Regions from separate parts of the Mus musculus genome. Here region 2 is linked to region 1. Evidence: chromatin contacts called from public Hi-C data. All regions are on one chromosome and are shown on one strand. The core of a region is the stretch at or near the end of the contact, and the rest is flanking DNA. Distances in the headings are between cores, read along the strand shown. Region 1 has its middle 49 kb from the start of Gm31590. Region 2 has its middle 120 kb from the start of 2810405F15Rik.

What was found. A called contact is a pair of places that touch in the nucleus more often than the background predicts.
Region 2: a Hi-C map of the N1E-115 cell line shows a contact between it and region 1, with 6 times the contacts expected there. The contact joins two enhancer-like sites. A contact is called at or near these places in 2 of 484 Hi-C or Micro-C datasets (the N1E-115 cell line and embryonic stem cells).

Annotation. Positions count from the first base shown.
Region 1 is chr2:115,853,225-115,859,697 of GRCm38.p6, forward strand. No RefSeq gene overlaps it. Among named protein-coding and RNA genes, the nearest start is that of Gm31590, 49 kb to the left of the region's middle. Within about 2 kb of position 2,782, at least 48 of the 459 cell types and tissues checked have an H3K27ac peak or open chromatin away from gene starts, as enhancers often do. A contact at or near this core is called in the N1E-115 cell line, where this site is marked.
Region 2 is chr2:116,196,660-116,203,688 of GRCm38.p6, forward strand. No RefSeq gene overlaps it. Among named protein-coding and RNA genes, the nearest start is that of 2810405F15Rik, 120 kb to the left of the region's middle. Within about 2 kb of position 5,037, at least 10 of the 459 cell types and tissues checked have an H3K27ac peak or open chromatin away from gene starts, as enhancers often do. A contact at or near this core is called in the N1E-115 cell line, where this site is marked.

The sequences.
Region 1 (6,473 bases), core at 1,532-4,031:
ACGGTTCATTTTATATTTTTGTTGTTGGTACCTGTCTCTCTTTGTTCAGCATTTTGCCTTTTGAAATGTTAATTATTCAGGACCCCTCCGAAATGTTCACCCAATTCAAGTTTCTAAGGAAAACATAGAAAAAAAATATTTGCGTATGTGGAGACACTCTTTCTTGGGACTCTAGGGGCAAAGAGAGGCTGCATCTTTGTCAGACTGCCCAGTGATGGAAAGCTTAACCACCTTTTTCTGTAAAGTGTGGTTATTAGGGCATCAGGATTCAGATGCAGGCTTGGGTGCTGTTGAGAGAGGGATGGGGTGGAGGGTACCTACTTGAAAGTGCACAATATTGGTATCTAATTCTCTTTCTCACGAACTCAAATGGATACAAAAAGCTTGCAAAATTCAAGTGACACCAGTCGCCTGATAGCTGTGGACAAGGTAACTAACATCTTTTACATCTGCACAACTTTCAACCACAAAAACGCTGGACATTAAAAATAAAGTTCTTCTAAGCAAGAGGGAAAACTAAAGGCTGATATTAGTGTTTTCTTTTATCCCATGGAGGTATCAGTTGATCCCGTTTCTTTTGTCGGCCCAACTGAGCAAACTAGAAGGGAAGAGCAGTCTCTGACCAGCAACAAATCCAGGGTGTTAAAAGCAAGTTCCTTGGATGATTTTTCTTTGCCTTTAAAGCAAAACAAAACAAATTTTAAAATTTTATTTCCTCCTGGAGAGTTAATTTTGTTGCCAAAACATAGGCATGGGGCTGTTAACAAGCCATTTGAGAAGCTAAGTCTCGGTGATCTCTTTCTTGCAATCATAATCGGCAAGTGGCTTAAGATTGATGGTGAGGTATTTTCTGTCTCTTCTGGAGGACCTTCGTGTCAATTTATTTAGAACACTGACCAGACTGTCAATGCCTCCCAATTTTATTAAGCTGTTTGTAACCAAACACAGTGGGATTTCTACCCTTCCTCCCTCGTGAGTGTGAGAGTATAGTGCTGACTGCTTCTTGTTCTGAGTTCAGCTGCAGCGGGGTCCACTCCCTTGTGTTTGTTTTATTGTGTTTATATAGTTGCACGGACAGCTATGCATTCCCTGGGCACGCAAATACCTATGTACACATATATTTAAGGCGGTCCATGTGTTGTGCAGTAACTTCTCTTACACTTTACTGAGCTTAAAGGGGACCTTTCAAAAAAGTCAACCGCAGTGGCAGACTTCCTCAGAGAAGAATGTACTTTTAAAGTAATGCAATGAACTTCAAAACAGATTCCTTCTCGGCATAACAGCTTGCTTGCTGGTGCATATTTAAATCTATCTCAGTTATTACAATAGTCCCTAACAATATTTCAAGCTCAGCTGCACTTAGCCATCCCTATTCTGCCCAAAAGATCTGGGTTAACTCCCACCACTGCCTTTTCCTAGAAGCGCCCCTTTCTGTGGGGTCCCAGGGTGCCTGACCCAGACCTCCAACATCCACAAACGAGGGTGGGGATCTGAGATGTGAAAGTGGAATCTGCAGAAGAGCCAGGGTAGAGAATGGATTGCGCAATCCAAGAATTAGAAGCACTGGGGAGGAAAGACACACCTTTTCCAAATGCACCGTTCTTTCCTTCCCCAGAGCCTCGTTCCTCAGAATTGCTCTCAGAAAAACCCGCAATCTGATTCTTTAAAATAAAAACCAAAAACTCCCTGAGAAGCCAAAGTCGTTCCGCGTGGTAGATTGCCATGTCTGATGTGGGGGGTCCAACTGCGGCGGGGAGACCCTTCTGACACGGCTGCTTTGTCAGCGTCTTCTCCCAGAGGCAGAGGCGATGGAGATGGGTCGCGTTACCTGCTTGCTTGCGCCTTCTACCCTGTGCAGAAATCCCAGGAGAGAGTAATCTGGACGCTAGAAGTACGCCGCTGTGCACCAAACCCCAACTCTCTGAAACCAAACGGCGCACCTTGCGGTGCAGAGAGATGAAGTGCTTACACTCCGGAGGCGGCAGGATATTGGGGTGCGCTTCAGCCGCTCTGTCCGCGTTCAGCAAAAGCAAGAAAACAGGGTCAGGGAAGAAAAACACAGGCATGGAAAAGACCTGTTTGTGTATGGATACTGTGACAACTAAGACAGACAGACAGACAGACAGACACACACACACACACACACACACACACACACACACACACACACACACATTTTGAATGCTCTGGGATCCCAAAGATGTGTGCAAAAGGAATTACCTCAAATTGAGAACTGCTTAAATTCCAAAAGCGATTCCTGTAGACTTTTATAAACCTGTGAAATCCCCCCCCCCGGAGTTTGCTTTTACAAGTACAAGAAATATTATTTGGCATTTCTTGTTGCCCCTCATCAGATATCTATTTTTTAATAGCAATAATAATAAAAAGCCTTCAGGGTTGTCCATTAAAATATATCTTTGGAAGTTAAATCTGCAAGGGGGGAAAAAGCAAACTTGATCAAACCCCTACAGAATAAGGAGATTAGAAAACGAATCCTTTTGCTTAGGCATTTGGTCGTTTATTCCCCGAGGCCAAGTGAAAGGTGTGAGTACTTTCCTGTTTTATTATTATTTTTAAAATTTATTCATTTAAATGTTCAGCCATGACAAGCTATTCCCTCGCTGCAGCGGACGAGGGTGAGAGTAGTGGAAAGGGTAGGTGGAGAAGGGTGGGGGGCGCAGAAAAACACCGTTGGCTTCGCGGGGGGCTGTCCCGCCGCGGTCTGCCCTGAAGGCCAGCAGGGGGCGCTCTGATGTTATCTGTGGACCAGCCCGCGGAGCCGCTCAGAGCTCGGTGACACAGGCTTGGCGGTTTCACGCAGCTGCAAGAGGAAGGGGAGGAGGATCGTACCTCCTAAACCCTCAACAACGATTCCACTCGGCTTATTTACCTTCGGCTGGAAATGTATCTACGTTTCACTTCAACTAGTTTAGTGCTGCAGCTCCGACCTCTTTTCATCTGTGTCTTTACAGAGCACATATAATCACACCCTCTTGAAATATATATTAATGCAACTTATTAGAAACGACGATGAATAGTCAACATTTTTTTCGCCTGTTAGTTCCGCTGATCCAAGCAGGATTTATTTGCAGGTCTCACATCCCGAAGTCATAATGCGCCCCCATCCCACCCCCCACCCCCCTTAAATAAAATTGGTCAAATGTTGACAACCTGTAAGACAACCTACCACTCAAGATTAGTGATGGGAAACTAATGAGAAAATATCAGATCGCCCGGCCCGAGGGCTGCCAATTAAATCTTCGCTGATTGAAAAATAAAAGCGGACTTGGGGTGTGAGCCCAGCTCAACTTGAACTATTAATTTAACATGTTGCCGGTCCGTGCCTTCCCTCACTCCACTAGCGCCTCCCCCCTCCCCCCACCCCATCCCTCAACCTAAAAGCCAAATGTTATTTCTCGAAATATTTCAAGAGGTCCAAATCAGAATGATCATTTCTTACACGGTAAATATTAGCCCTTTAAGCAATATGATTTAACTAATTAGAAAATTTACATCATTAAGTCTCAGGGAGAGAAAAAAGAGAAACAGATCTGCCAATCATTTTAAAGGAGACAGGCACTATTGAAGTGTGAAGAAATCGGCTCTAATTCAAAAAGGCAATCGGGCAGAAAAAGCCCTCAACATTACCCTGCTAGTTATTAATCAGAAAGGGCCCTCTCTTCTCCCTGCGCCCCTCCCCTCTGGGCACTGAGTTTAAGTTCTTTTTTCTTTTTCTTTCTTTCTTTTTTCTTTTCTTTTTTCTTTTTCTTTTTTTTTTCTTTTTTTTTTTTTTGCCAGTGGCCCATGTCATATTTATATTGAGGTTTTGTCTGCTAAGGATTAAAATTTGAAAATGTTTCAATATGAAGAAAACAAAATCCTCAAAAGGAAAAAAAATTCTTCGTGTACTGGTAAATTTGTTGTAATGCACAATTCTCACACTCCTCCTTATTTTTATTCTTTCTTCCCATTAAGTTCTATTTTGAAACCTGCTCGGTGAGAACTAGATAGTCTTTGTGTTCTGCTCCCCTCCCCCTCCTTGTACCTCCTCCTTCCTACAAAGCAGAAACCTAGACTGAAAGCAGAAAAGTACAAATACATTAACAAAGCCTGACTCCCTTGATAAAAAAGGCCACGGTCTAGGCTTACAGTCAGGAGTCTACAGAAATGGGAATCTGTCCGGTGGGTCTGCAGACAATAGGACACATTGAGTATCCCCCACCTATATATAGGAGTCCATACAGTGTGTAGTTAGAGAAGAAAAGAAGACAGGTAGGTGAGAATAATTTTAAAGTGCACTGTGTGTGAGTGTGTGAGTGTGTGTGTGTGTGTGTGTGTGTGGCTTTTGTCTACCTCACTTCTTTTCTATTCAGCTTAAAACAGCAGCCTCATTATATGTAGGTGCCCCTTCCCATCATACTTACTTAAGCCCTCCGTTCACCACACACATAGCCCTTTGCCCAGTCTTCTCATTCCCAGCAAATTAACTGAGAGTGAATTGCAAAGGGAGCTTTCTGAGTGGATCCTCTGAGACGTTCAGGCCCTTCCCGGCACCTCTGAGGACGCACTTTTAAACTGTCTTTGGGTTAAAAAAAAAATGTAATTCTCGGGCATCCGATTCCCTTTTGTTACCTCTTTTTTTAAATTATAAAGAAGTCAGGAAGACTCACTGTCTGCCACTCCCTGCTCTCTGATTACAGCTCATCACAGCTCAATTTTCCTCTCTCTGCTTTTTAGAAAGTTTCTCTACCATGCTCTTCATCCCAGTCACTGGGCCTCGGGACTCTCATCTTTGGACTTCTTTGGGCACCTGATCACTAGACTTCAAGTTTGCAGGAGAGAGCAGTAGCAGAACTGGGTTATTAACACAACACATTTAATTCTCTCCAAGAACTTTTACCGGGAAGAGAACTTTTACTAGGAAGAGCCAGTGGAAGGAGAAACCATCTGTAAGCAGTGTGCCCCTGAGGGTGGCTAGCGAATTGGGACACAGAGGCTGGGGACATGTCAAATATGGCAGATTTTGTGAAAGGGTCTTTCTGAGGTACACTTTAAGGAAAAGGGGTTGGGGCACTGGGAAGAGTCTAGAATCTTTCCGAAATGCACCTCTTTTTCTGGTTGTCCCAGAGCAGATGGGAGTCTCTTGTGCTTGCCTCTGAGAAAGATTAAATGAACACTTCTGTCATTTGAGGGAGGTGGGACACAGAGAGGTGGAAATACTCCAGACAATGGCCTCTGGCCATGGAGGGCTCCCTCCCAGTGCCCGATCCCCTGCGGAACTCTGCTTACCTTTGTAGCTGGTATTTCATCAGAAACCAGTGGAAGGTTCCTGGCTAGACGAAAAAGACCCGGAGAATCAACGTCTCTTGGATCTACTCCGAGGCTAAGAAACATTACAATAAAATTTACAGCGCCTTTAACAACTCGCAAGTAAAGCATTAAAATTCTCTTTAATTGAGAAGATATTGATTTTCAAGTCTAGAAAAAGCGAAATCGTAATTTAGTGGCAAACTTTTAGGCGAGAATATAGCGAGTTATGTCGCCATATAATGGATCCACTCTTAATCCACACACAACGTCACATCTTTAATTGCCCTACTTTGTGAAGTGATAAAGACAAAAAGGTAACCCGATCAAGGCAAATGCTTTATTTAAAAAAGATCTAGAGAAAGGATCTAGAATAATTTTATTTTCCGTTTATGTATAAAAAGAATTGTCTATCTTCTTTTTTTTTTTTTTTTTTGAAGTAGGGGAGAAAGGTCCAATGGGGAGAAAAGAAATAAAAAGAACGGAAAACCACAGACCAGTCTAAAAGCCACTCACGGTAGCAAATCCGTTGATATTCTTTACCGAAGGAGGAACGAAGCCAACGCATTTAGAGCAAATGCATTCACAGGCAAAATTGCATCCTCTGTGAACGAAACAAACCTAGGTCTATTTTGTTACTTTATTCCCGGGTCTTGGGGAGGGGGCGGGGTGTACAGAATCCATTGGTGGATAGAGGAGGGGAAGAAAATCAGACTTTCTGTTATTTCTGTATCGGTTTTTGGTATTATAGAGGAGTGAAGAAGTTTTTGTGTGGTGGTTTTTCATTGATCAGTCACTCTGAGCTAATGTAATTATCCTCATCAATAGGACGCTGCAGAGAGAATCATTATGTGGGTGACATTGATAAATGACCGCCCAGGAACGGCCCTCTCTCGGGCAACCCCCACATCTGACCCTCCCACACACACAATGTAGTCATAGAAACACCTACAAGGACCTAGAGCGCCGCCCAGCCAGAGGCCGGAGAGGGAAGAAAAGCCTCGGGCGGCGAGGTGGGGGCAGGAGAGGGGGCTTGTCCAGATCCCAAACTGTTGCAAGACAAAACCAGCCAGCCCCATGCGGGACAGGCGGAGTGGCGGGAGGGGGGACTATCCCCACGGGGCCCCCCAGCTGCCCAAGCAGAGTTGCCTACAACAAAGTGCAAA
Region 2 (7,029 bases), core at 3,787-6,286, 350 kb after region 1:
ATGTTGCTTGTGTTTTTCTTTTCCCATGAAGGAAATATGTCTGCATTCTGACATTTGGGTATCTAGACTTCATGTTAAGGCTGCCTCATGTAACTGGAGGGTTGAATTAATGAAGTTTTATGTTACCATGTATCTGATGTCTTTTAACAATCAGATTTGTATCTGCATAGTCTCATAATTCACCATTAGTTTCCCTTAAAGTAAGAAGGAGTCAATTTCCCACACCATCTTTAACAGGGACAAACTGAGGCAGAGCGTGACGATGGAGAGGAACTAAACAATGAATAAGATTATAAAAATAGAAATATTTCATTTAGAAATCATGCTATACTCATTGGATTTGGGGTAAGTATTTCTGTCAAAAGCTGCAACTACCAGGCAAAGAACAAAACACATGGGCTGCTGTTTCCTAGAAGGCTGCAAGAATTGCTGAAGTTCTAAGAAGAAAGGATGTATCAGTTAGCTTTCTGTTGCTGTAACAAGTACCCTGAAAAAACCAACTTAACACAAAGAATGATTTTTGGCATGCTGTTCTTGAGGCTTTGGTCTATAGTGGTTGGCCCCCATTGTCTTCAGTCCTGTGGTGGCATTGTGTATTACAAGAAAAAGTTGTGCATGGCAGAGAGGATGTGAAGCATCAAAAAGCCTGGGTTTCCTTCCAGAACACACCGCTAAAGCTCTAACTCTATCTTAGTAGCCTATACTTTTTCTTTTAAGACTTAATTTTATTTTATGAGTATGAGTTTTCCTGCATGCATCTTTATGTGCCATGTGTGTGTCTGGTCCCATGGAGGCAAGAGTAAGCATCTGGAGACTGAAAACTAGAGTTATAGAGGGTTATGAACTGCCATGTGGATACTAGGAATCTGGGTCGTCTGCTGTGGAAGCAAGTGCTTTAACAGCCAAGCCTCCCCTCTAGAGTCTCTGCTCAGCCTTCTTTAGTAGTTCAGTCACCTCCCTGTAATGCCACTCTTGAGGGCAGAGACTGTAACTCATGGGCTTTGGACTACTCTTTCTGTAGCAGAGGCTTTTTACTTTTCTCTGTTCTGTATATTGTTGCAGTGGTCAGTAACTTTGCCTTGTGTTAGTTTATTCTTCCATAAAAAAATTACAAAGTGCTGTTAGAGATGAGCACAAGTCAGAAGCTGAAGAAAATCCTCAGAACCGCCCTTGTTACAGGACTAGAGGCATGTGAGCAGGGTGGAGATGCTCTATTGGTCAAAACTTTGATCTTGTGACATGTAAGAGAGTGATCTCTGATGATTTTGCATCAAAGAAGTGGCCTTCATTTTGTTTATGATGATGAATGAAGTTTGCTGGAGGACCTGGATATTGGGAGGAGGATAGCTCATCTGTTAAAATCACTCAGGTGACACATGAGTATCACAGTCACCTCAGTGAGCCTGGAGAGATGGCTCAGTGGGTCAGCTGATTCCTGGGCAAGCATGAGGACTGAGTTCAGATTCTCAGCCAGGTGTGGGGCCAAGCCTGTAACTCGACTGTTGATTTGCTAGAGGCAGATCTAAGGGCTTGCTAGTCAGCTAGTCTAGCAAAACAATGAACTCCAGGTTTAGGGAGAGGCCATCTCAAAAACCTACACAGAGAGTGAAGAAGATAACCAAAACTTGACCTCTGTTCACTAGACACTCATGCATAGGCAAGCACACAGGTAGACACAGACACAAACATACACACACGTACATGCACACGCACAGGCAAACACACCCCTCACACCAGTGCCAAGTACCTGTCCTATGAGATGAGATGCCCTTCTTGGTTTCCATCCATTTCCATTTTCCAATTGAGAAAGAGTCTGTCTCTGTGTGAAGCTTGAACTTAGGTAAGGGCTTTATCATCTGAATTATACCTTTTACTTAAGAAGCCATCTGTGATGAGTCTGTTGGCTAAAACTTTGGAGAAAGAAGGTGGGAATGAGAGGAAAACAAGGAAAGCTGGGAGACAAGAGATGAAATAAAAGCTGAAAGATAGTGACTTCACAAAGTTAGTTCTTTCTAGAGTTAGAAATAACAGACACAAAACTATGGTTTCTCAGTTCCAACCTGGGGTGGACACATTTGAAACTTTAGCATGACAATTTCAATTCTCTTTCTCCCCCTCCCTCTCCCATTCTTTCTTCCTCCATCTCTTCCTCCCTCCCTCCATCCCCACTTCTGGTTTTTCAATACAAGTTTTTTATTTGTGAGTGTGTGTAACTCTGGTTGTCCTGGACTCACTCTGTAGACCAGGTTGGCCTCGAACTCTTAGAGATTCAGCTGCCTCTGCCTCCTGAGTGCTGGGTTTAAAGGTGTGCACTACCATGCCCACCTACTCTCTCTCATTAATAATGATGATCGTATTTATTTTTACTTATATGCTTCTTTGTGTATAGGTCTGTGCATGTGTAAATGCAGGTAAGTTTAGAGTCCCAGAAAGGGTACTGCACTGCCTGGATCTCTAGATGCATGGTGTGAGCTGCCAGATATGAATGCCGAGAGCCAACTCAAGTCTTTCTTTAAAGCTTTCTTTTTAAAATATTTTTACTTTTTCTGGTCCCACTCACTCCGACCTTAATTATTTATTTTATGCATATGAGTACACCATTGTTCTCTTCAGACACCAGAGGAGGATCCCATTACAGATGGTTGTGAGCCACTTTGTGGTTGCTGGGATTGAATTCAGGACCTCAGTCAGTGATCTTAACCACTGAGCCACCTCTCCAGCCCTCCAACTCAAGTCTTTTATAAGAGCAGAGGTGAGGCATTTCCCTGCTCTATAATTCATTTTTTTAAAATAAACTTAGTTTATGCCTTTGTGGCATTTAATAGATGACCAGTAAGCAGCAAATGTCCATTTGATTGCACAGGTCCTTCTCTTTATTCACAGTTTTGTTGAGCTGAAATTTCAGTTAGGAATAACACAAATGATTTTCTGGAACATACAGTGAGCACAAATGTTGCTTCTCCCCCCCACCCCCCAACAATGGAACAACTCTAAAATAGTGGCTAACTGGTGATGGTTGCAAGGCACTTGAGATCTGTTACAACCCTCAGCTCTTATCATCTTGTTGAGCGGAACGAGGGACGTAATTCAAATATGGCAGAGATAGGTGAAGCTCAGGGATGGGGGATAAGGGGTGACTATTTCTCTTTGTGTTTAATCTTTAGCTTCTCTTCTCTTTTCCCTCCTCTCCTCTCCTCTCCTCTCCTCTCCTCTCCTCTCCTCTCCTCTCCTCTCCTCTCCTCTCCTCTCCTCTCCTCTCCTCTCCTCTCCTCTCCTCTCCTCTCCTCTCCTCTCCTCTCCTCTAATCTCTGATCCTCTAATCTCACCTCTTCTCCCTCTCCTCTCCTCTATTGTCCTTTCCTCTCTTCTCCTCTTCTATCTCCCTCCCTCCCCCTCTGTCACCCTCCCTTCCTTCCTCCTCCCTCCCTCCCTCCCTCCCTCCCTCCCTCCCTCCCTCCCTCCCTCCCTCCCTCTCTCCCTTTCCTCTCTTCTGCCATGCAACAATGCATTTCTTTCTAGAAGGAATTTGACAGAACTAAAATAAAATACCCATAACTTGGGGGTGAAGAGTTTTTGTTTTCCTCTGTCTATCTCTGTGAAAGAAACAACATATAAACTGTTGCAGTAGGTATGATGCAGGACACTGAAAGAGAAGCAATCACCTCCCATACAACAATGAATTATGCAATACAGAAAAAGTTTGATCTGAGCACGTGTGGTCAAAGACTGCGTTGCTAGATAGAGAGATTTCCCTTAACTAATGAGTCTAGAGGATGTATTTACGGGGCTATCAAAACAATCCAAACATCATAAGGCATACCATTTGTTTGCCGTCCCTGGGAAAGAACTGTGCAGCGTATGGATCATTTAAATTAGACTTTACTATTTTGATGTCCTTGCCATTTGTTCTCCTAAATTTCCAGCCTAAGGGGTTTGTTCGCCCATCAGTGTGCATGCGTAAGTCCCATTAAGGCTAATCGAAATTTGGTGCCTGAATCCAGAGGAAAAAAAAGCCTTACCTCTATGATGGCATTTTGCACATGGGATGCAGAAGAAAAATAACTAAAAGAACATCCATTACTCTTCATCCAAAGCCCATAAAACAACTGCATTAATTATGAGAGAAAGTACTTGCATGTGGAATTTTAAATTCGTTTAATAAACTTGTAATTTAATGTATTTCTCCACTCAGAATTATCTATTCCTTGTGTATGCTTTAGGTCATTTCAGCATTGAAGGACTCAGGGACAAATGGAAATCAAACACACCACTGGTGCTCAGGAGGTAGTTCTTCCACAGAGCAGAGCGGAGCAGAGCAGAGCCTTGCTTTATTTACATTTTGCAGCACACATGCTCCGGATGTTTCCAACTTATTGCCACAAGATTCAAAATAAAACCTGAAGCACCAGACAGCCTGTCTATATTCCCTTGTTTAAGTCTGTCTTCGGAGCTCTCTTTTGTACCTCTGTTCCTAAGCATGTAAGGGAGTTTCGGGCAAGGGTCAGTATTCAAATGAGATGTTAATTTAAAAAAAAATGTTCCCTCACTGTGTTTATTTTGGTCAAAGGGAAATATTGGTTCTTTGAGTTGCATTAACACCCAGATAAAAACCAGTTTTTATCTTTATACATCTTTCTGGGTTAAAAAAAAATTCTACCTCGAGAAATTTCTTTAACAAAGAGAACATTATTCCAGACTCTAACATTTCTGTCTGTCGATTATCATTAGTCATAAGCTAAGCCCTGCACTAAATGTCTAGTGAGCACAGATAATGTTCATTTTGTCTGGAAGACAGGTTGCCGCCTGTCAAGGAGAGATGGAATAAATGACAGGTTTTGACTCTGTGCCTTGCAGGCATATTAGGCTAAGAAATCGCCAACATGATGAAAAATTATTTTGTCAAAAATTTGTAGGTCACCCATCATTGTCTAATGTATTCTGTGATTAATTGCTAGCATAGATCAGCATTATGTCTTCCCAGTGAATCGCTTAATTGTTGCCTGCTTCATGCTCTTAATGTAATGACGAGGCATCTGCTCCTTTCGCATGTGCTTTTAAATGCCAGCTTTTGCATCCAGGTTACAGGGTTGGTGATAGTCAAGCTAAAGAACCGCTTCAAATTAAAACTTCGGGACCGCCATCTCCCCTTGCTTTTTTTTTTTTTTTTATGGGAGGCTGCGTGGAAGGCTGAGTGTTAGTGTTAATGTATGTAGATTTTATTTCTGATGAGTGATTATTTGACTGCTCATTTTACGAAGATTTATGGTGTGCTTTCTATCTCCTGACTGCAGAGCTACTCTTATCTTTAATAAAGGAGATGAGGACATTAATCAGCCATTGTCAGGGCTCCTGACTAAGACATTAAATGTACTGTATGGGATAGGTAAACACGCTCCAGATCCTTCTCGACTCCACTAGATCAGGCAAAAAAACACTCATTATATTTATCATAATTTCACATCTGCTGTTTTTGAAGCAATGTACCATGAGGCCATAAACTGTATTACAACTGTGTATAAATTCAACTGATTTGTGGCTGGAGTAACTAATTCCTAAAGTACATTTTAGAAAAACAAGCAGTGAGCCCTGAAATTGCAATTCCATAAAGGCACTAAATTACTGACTGCAGAGGCAAAAATTTGCTTGATGTGATGCTGCAGTGACCATTTTATAAAAAGTGACAGTGTGCCTGTGTTGGAGTCAATAAAACAGGGACGAGTGAGCTCTACATTCAAACAAGATTAAAGAGAAAGCAGGTGACGGGCTGCAGTGTACAAATACAGAGAAGCAGAGCATCCCCCCCCCCAATGGCTTACAGATGCAGCTGTTAATAGCAACAATACTGATTTCTCAGGACTAATAATTTCATTATTTGGTGATGGAAGTGAAAAACGTAATCCCCCTTTTACTCATTTCATAGCATAACTGGGATTTACAAAATTTTAAACATTGTGGCATTCGTTGTTGGTTTAAGGTTGTCATAATACTTTCCAAAATTATAAAGAATAATTATTTTTAATGGGCCATTTGTTTGTTCCTGATTCTTTAGGATCTTTGTTCAAGTGGCTACTTTATTAAGGCTTCTAGAGATAGTTTGTAGAAGAGTGTGTGCGTATGTGTGCATGTGCGTGTGTGTGTGTGTGTGTGTGTGTGTGTGTGTGTGCATGTGCACATTTATTTGCATGTAAGATAAAGAGAGAGAGAGAGAGAGAGAGAGAGAGAGAGTTAGTGTGTGTGTAAGGGAGTAGAACACCTATTTCTTTGTGCATGTTTGTTCCACAAATATGACCTATAACTGAATAGCTTTTCCAATAGGGAAAGGACAACTGCAAGCGATCTGCCCCTCCCTTTTTTAGTACAAGACAAGCAAAGCCAGAAATCATTATTGTGAAAGCAGAAACACACTTGAATTGTCTTTCTATGAAAGCCAAGGGCAGGCCTGCCACTTGGGCTCCTGAAGAAGAGTATGAGCCCACAGACAAAACCTGCTTTCTAGCAAGTACAATGTGATAACATGATTATTTACTGACTGGGAAAGCAATTTAAGAAAAAAATAAATGGAAGTGGTGCTTTCCTTGCTCGGTTTCTCAAGACAGCTATTGTCCTTCCCTAGTTCTCCTGTGCATCTCTGCTGCGGAGGACAGAAGTACCACTGGGGTGCTTTGGTTTTGCTTCACTGTGATCCACTTGCCTTCTTTGTTCACCATCCTGTTTGAAGACTCCAGGTCATTGAGTGTCTAGTGTGGGTAGTTCCTAGTTACCCAGGGCAAGTCGTAGAGGACATTCATACAGAATGTATTTTAGAGCAGCGTGATCCTATTTGATTTTGTTTATAAAAGAATATATTTTGCCATGTTTTATCCCCTCTCCATGACCACTATCCTGGTCAACTTTTATATCTGAAAATCTGGAGCTGCCATACCAAATATTACTTTGTTCTTTACACATAATATCAAGTCAAAAATGATTGTGTTTGTAAGGCATTGTGGGCTTCTTATCTAATGGCGTCAATCTGGGCATCAGCAAGTG